2 separate regions of the Mus musculus genome follow, and region 1 is linked to region 2. The links are chromatin contacts, called in public HiChIP or PLAC-seq maps. All regions are on one chromosome and are shown on one strand. The core of a region is the stretch at or near the end of the contact, and the rest is flanking DNA. Distances in the headings are between cores, read along the strand shown.

Evidence for each region. HiChIP or PLAC-seq counts read pairs in DNA pulled down with a chosen protein or histone mark.
Region 1: a BATF HiChIP or PLAC-seq map of CD8 T cells shows a contact between it and region 2, with 11 read pairs. The contact joins two enhancer-like sites. A contact is called at or near these places in 1 of 15 datasets of contacts at CTCF or cohesin (the NIH/3T3 cell line), 6 of 484 Hi-C or Micro-C datasets (CD8 T cells, the MNK3 cell line, granulosa cells and 3 more) and 2 of 115 datasets of contacts at active chromatin or transcription factors (CD8 T cells and Th17 cells).

Annotation. Positions count from the first base shown.
Region 1 is chr12:25,245,796-25,249,112 of GRCm38.p6, reverse strand. No RefSeq gene overlaps it. Among named protein-coding and RNA genes, the nearest start is that of Gm36441, 38 kb to the right of the region's middle. Within about 2 kb of position 1,967, at least 18 of the 459 cell types and tissues checked have an H3K27ac peak or open chromatin away from gene starts, as enhancers often do. A contact at or near this core is called in CD8 T cells, where this site is marked.
Region 2 is chr12:25,358,503-25,361,554 of GRCm38.p6, reverse strand. The region is part of intron 1 of Gm36723 (a long non-coding RNA gene); the gene reads right to left. Among named protein-coding and RNA genes, the nearest start is that of Gm36723, 4.1 kb to the right of the region's middle. Within about 2 kb of position 1,399, at least 30 of the 459 cell types and tissues checked have an H3K27ac peak or open chromatin away from gene starts, as enhancers often do. A contact at or near this core is called in CD8 T cells, where this site is marked.

The sequences.
Region 1 (3,317 bases), core at 718-3,217, 110 kb after region 2:
CAGCTCTTTAATTAAGTTAGCCTTCGCTGTTGCTAACGCTGCTGTGCGGATGCCCTGTTCCTCCTGATTTTCATTTTCAGAACTGGGTTACGATAATGGAACACTTGGTTTCTATTGCTTACAATTAAACTTCAAGGCAGTCCAACTAAGGGGAGGAGTCAGGGATGTCAGGACAGGAGCAAGCGGTACAGAATGAGAGGGCCAGCCACTGGGGACTGAGCCAGCAGGCAGCAAGGACAATTTTTCACCCTGCTCTGCCACCTTGATCTATGGGAAACTGAGTCCTTAGGCTTTCCGTAGACTGTGCAGCTAGCACCAACCCTCAAGAGCAAGGGTCACCTCATCTGAAATGAATCTTTGCTCACTAAGGTCAGCATGTGACTTCCCCCACCCCCAACCCCCAGTGACAGACACCAAAAGTAACAGGCAGGATAGTTTTATATTCTCCAGACACTGCCAGAGTCCTGTCTCGGGGGCCTGCTGGTGGCTGGAAGATCCCGTTGCTGCGAAAATCTGAGTTCCTCTCATTGCTCACTAGTGTCTAGCTTAAAAATACAGACAGCTGCTGTGTCTTGCATGCTAGCTCTGTGCCAGGTACATGATATACAATGTACACCTGCTCATTTAATCTTCCCACGACGCGCTGCTCTCTCTCCTTACAGACAAGGAAATGTAGGCACAAAGTGGCTAAGGGACTTGACCTGGGCCAGCTGCTAACACAACTCTACCCCAGGTGTACATGAATACAAGCCTGGGCTCCCCATTCCCAGCACACCATTCCAGGGCTTCCTGCCCTACAGCTACCATTCTGTGTAAGAAGACCCCCTTGCCAGTACTACAGATGTATTTGTTCCTTCAGCAAGCAGTTGGTGAAAGGGCTCCCACGTAGTAGGCCTTGGAGATGAAGAGGTGAAGTACCTAGAGTCTCCTCCACCAGATAAGATAGGGCACATTCAGGGCAGCATGATCTAGCTTTATTTGTATCAGAAGGGATTCCAGGTCCCTAACCCTCTTCTTGATCCTTTAGTGGAGATTCAAAATCCTACCTGTGTACCTCTTATAAACACCTCCCTCATCCCAAACTATTTGCAAACCGTGGTGTGCATCATTTATCTACCTGATAACCTGTTTTCTTGTTCCTTGCTAGAAGAACCCCCTTTGGGCCAGACAGGCCATGGACCAAGCCCTGAGTGCTGGACACAATTGGTCAAGATGTTATTAACATTCTTTGTTTGTTTGTTTTTTGTTTTGTTTTGTTTTTTTGAGACAGGGTTTCTCTGTATAGCCCTGGCTGTCCTGGAACTCATTTGTAGACCAGGCTGGCCTCGAACTCAGAAGTCTGTCTGCCTCTGCCTCTGCCTCTGCCTCTGCCTCTGCCTCTGCCTCTGCCTCTGCCTCTGCCTCTGCCTCTGCCTCTGCCTCTGCCTCTGCCTCTGCCTCTGCCTCTGCCTCTGCCTCTGCCTCTGCCTCTGCCTCTGCCTCTGCCTCTGCCTCTGCCTCTGCCTCTGCCTCCCAAGTGCTGGGATTAAAGGCATGTGCCACTACTGCCCGGCTGTTAGTAACATTCTTGATGCTCTCTCCCAGCCTCCCTAGTAGCTAGCAATAGAATGCCACCCAGCTATGGCCAAGAGACCAAAGATGTGGGGTAACTATAACCAAAGATTTTCTCTGGACAAAATGAGATAAAGTGGGTCTTAGAATGTCTCCCCATGCTTCCCCATAACCTTCATCCTGCCTTTGACAACTAGATCTGTAATAAGTATATAAAAAAGAGTCCATTAGACTGTCACAGGCCAACACTGAAGTGGAGCCCCGGAAAGAAAGGTTTCTAATAGATGGCATCATGCCCTCCTTTTCCCACTCCCACAGTAGCCACGCCCCACACCACCTGTTTCCCTATAGCATCCTGCTTCCTTCATCACTCCCTCAGGTCAGGAGCCACATCACAGGCCTGAGCACACGTGGGCACTTTGAATGATGACAGGTCTCCTAGAACCAAAAGCGATTCCAAGTGTTCAGGGTGACAATTTCACAAGGGAAAGAGAGCCCGCAGATTGCAGGTTTGATGTGGCTTTGACAAAAGGCAACTCAAACCAGTTGAGCAAATCAGGCTCGATTTGTGGCCTGCTTTCCTTGACGGCATCTCCTAAAAGCACAGCTTAATGACTCCATGAACAGTTGTGCTTTTATTGGATAAGCGTAGTAAAAGTGTACAAAATAACTCTCTGCTGAAATCGAGAATTCTTTGGCAGCACCTGAACCGAGCTCATTTGTGCATTTTAAAACAATTTGCACTTGGCCTTGTGCTGTGTTGTTCTTGCCCACATTGCCCCGATGGTGCCAGTGCAGGATTACTCTGCAGTGGCGCATACACTCCTTGCCAGGACAGCCCCATCACCCATATGCCCTCCTTCCTGGCCAAGTCACCTAACAGCAATGACACTGGTCTCTTGAAAGGGGCACTATGAGGCATGTACTTGACAGCTTCCAAGTACTTGGAGCGCAGAAGCAAGGACCGTGGTGAAGGGACCAAATGGAAGTTTCCAGTGCACCCTTCCACTAGCTGTCACGTGGTCATCATGTTTTGATGGTGATAATAATGCTAATGATGCCGGAGATACTGCTGGTGGTGATAATGGCATAATGGTGATGCCAATGATATTAGCCTTCCTCGGGGCCTCCCTTTCTTACTGGGGGCAGTGCGAATGTCTTTGCAACCGTTTATTGCCTTTTCCACTGACCAAACGCACCTAGGCTGAGGTGCATGAAGTCTCCTGAGTAGATTCAGGGTTGAAAAGGTGGCTCAGTAAGTAATGTGTTTGCTATACAAATAAGAGAGCCTATGTTTGAATCCCCCAAACCCACATACAGCCAGAAATAGTAGCATTGATCTATAATCAATCCCATCACTTCTACAGTGAGATGGGAGGTATAAGCAGGAGGCTGCTAGAAGCCTGGGGGCCAGTAAGCCTTACACACACAGGAACCAGCAATAGGAGACCCTGTTTCACATGGAGTAAAAGGGGAGGACCAATTCACACTGGAGGTTGTCCTCCACATGTGCACACACGCACACATCACACAGACAAAAAAGCGAATTCAGAGAACACTGAAGACTTCCCACCAGCCTTGTCTACATTCTCTTTAAAGAGAGGAAAGCAGAAACGAACCCGTCCACACAGAACCAAGAGTCTCCCACAGCCCTCTTCTGGTACAAGGCCAGCAAGTTGTAAAAATAGAATTCATAAATGTATCCAAAGCTTTCAGAAGTGCATGCCAAAAGCCATCTAGGACCCTTTATCAGACGAGAGATCACA
Region 2 (3,052 bases), core at 150-2,649:
GTGGCCTGAGGGTGCTACATGGTCCTGGGATGCAGATACCATCAAAACATATTTGTGGAATTGTCTGCTAGATACAGATATCATATACAGAATATATACATATATAGCTGGATAGATTGTCTGATTTAAATTGACTTCTCTCTCAATTATATTAAGGCCACAGCAGAGGAAAATTAAAATGGTTGCTATGGTCTCCCAAGGCTAATGAAAAGTTACAAGGGAAGCATTCTGGTGTTCCTTCTCCTTCACATGTTTTATTTACCCACAGCATGATGAGGATGATGGTTGTGATTAGGATGATGGTGATGATGGTGGTGCTGAGGAGGAGGAGGGTCATGAATATATCAGTGATGGTAATGATGGTAGCATTGGTGAGGATGGTGGTGGGGATGATTAATAGATACCATATTGAACTCTTCCATTTGCCAGTCCTCTCCCATACATCCACTCCCTACCTCCTATTTTGTAAAATAAGGCCTCACTAGGTAGGTAGGTTGGCTTTAAACTCACAATCCTCCTGCATCAGCCTTCCAAGTACTGGGGATTATAGGCATGTTCCACCATACCTGGCCAATTGCCAAATCTTATTTCAACATATTTTATGTCCACATGTGCTGCCTGTTGCTAGCTTAGACCTCTTTATAAACTAGCAAACCTAGTTTCATTTCAGAATAAATACGAAGCAGTTTAGCCATAAGAGGACAAAGGGCACTCAAAATCCTAAAATATAAACTACTATCAGAGCATGTTGCCAATACCTTAAGATGAACATTTCCCTGGTTGTGATGACTCATCTCAGTTGTCACTTTAGTGAGATCGAGAAATACCTGGGTGATGGATCTTTTCAAATACCTGAGGAGTAGCATCTTGATTGGGCTCATTGAGGTGGGAAAAGTTGCCCATTGTGGGTGGCACCATTCCCTGTGCTAGGGTCTCTCTGCTTCCTGATTGTGCATCACAGAAACTAGAAAAGCAAACAAGACCCTGACTAGTGTCCAGCAGATTCCACAGGAGAAAAAGGCCAACAGTTCATCTTTAGATAAACTCTTGGGTACTAGAAGCTCTTCAACATAGAGAGAGAGCAAGCTTGAATGCAAGTGAAGTTATATCAGAGAGATTGAAAGTTTGTAAATGAACCAGGTATTCATGCTGGTGACCCTCCCACCATGAGTCAATATTATCGGTGCCAAAGAGAGGAGAGAAGACTGGGACTCCCTAACAACTACCTAACAAGCATTTCTTGAATATTTCTAAACCTAGAAAGAAAACAAATTGGGCCTACAAAAGGGAGACAGAGGGGAAAAGAAAAAGATGATTCATCTTGAAAACCCCCTCAGCCTCCGGTTCCTACCGTGGAGCACTTGCCGCACCCGCGCTGTGATCCACCCAATTATTTTAATGTCATCATTCTTTCTCCTTTTCTCTCTTTGATCCAGAGATTAGCTGAGCATATTCTGTGTTTCCCACATCCTGCCCACATCCTTTTATCTAAATGTCTTCAAGGTCTCACAATGAGGTACCAGCAACTTCTTTAAAACATCTTTGTCTCTTTCTTGGCCAGTCTTTCTGGAAATATCTCTTGTCACTGCAGATGGATTAAGCATTTTCCTCTTTTTGACAAATGTTGGACGTCATGACAGGGGTGGGGTGGGGGGCTTCAGAGCTAAGCAGGCAAAGTGGTCCCTGCCCTCAGGATGCTAGCCTTCTAGTTGAAGAGTCAACTACTAGAGAAGTACACTCAAGCTGTAATGAGGGAGCAACGCACACCCTCTAAGAGCTCACCAAGCATTCTAGGCTTAGTGTAGAATTCCATTCACAGGGTGGTCTAGATCCAGAAAAGTGAGAAAGAACAAGCTATGTGACAGTTTATAGAAAGAACATGCCAGAGGGATTGAAACTACAAAAACATTCTGAGTAAGAGACCACATTGGGCATATTCAAAACATCTTCAGAGTCAAACATGAAAGAACACACAAAAATCTCCAGGATAATCAGGGGTGAAACAGCCTAGCAGCAGATTGCTCAGGGACTCACTCAAGAGCAGAAAGAGAAATTCACACCAAAGCCATGCAGGGAACTATTTTAAGTGATATAGAAATAATCACCTACATTTCAATTATTTGGCCAGTGCTCCTGAGAAACCAACAACCCTATTCCAACTTCTGCCCTTAGTGAAATCAACACCAATGCCATATTGGCTATGTGGAGGTAGAGGGGGCTGTTGGGACATATATTCAAAATTCCTTTTTAAATAGATTTCTGATCCTCACTTTAAAAAAAAATAGCTCTAGGTTCCCACTCAGCTTGGCATATATTAAAAATCTGTTTGGAAGCAAACTGTTTTTTAAAGTACCTTTGGTTTTAATTAGTTTAGCATTTTAATTTTACGAAAGGACAGGAAGCCTCGATAAGAAGTGCCTTCCATTAGTGTGTCTGAGTCTGCACCATGATGCTGCACTGAGACAATTGATGTCATGTTAATTAATAATTATCTGAGGGACACTGCAAATGTGGAAGGCCACTGTGACTCACCCGGATCGCCTTGCGCTCAGTCCGCTTTAAAGTGCTATTAATTCCTGTTACAAATGACAGGATCGTTTAATTTCTTAAATGAGACATTTTTATCACCCATAGGGCCTTTCATCTCAGTGAATTTATGCGTTCTGGTGAGCCCCAAAACCCATTTCTAGTTTTCAAAACACATTTTGCCCCCGTTGTTTTACCTATATTTGATTTGACCCATATGTATAGACTCCATATGAGTCTAGCTGGCCCACTCCAGATCTCCCAAGGTTCTAAATGGCTCATCTTTACATAGGGCTAAGAACAGGAGCAAGCGGGTGTCAAGTCTAAGCTATATGTGTAGATTCCAAAATTGCAACAAATGCAATTGTCTGGAAATGTACTTTGTGTGCAGAAATGACCCGTCATGTCTTTTTAATTACATCTCTATGCTCTCTACCTCTTCCACTACTTAAATGGCAGTAGACACAACAGTTCCCACTGACAGATGATCTTCCCACCATGCACCATGCTGCCTGATGTGTTCACA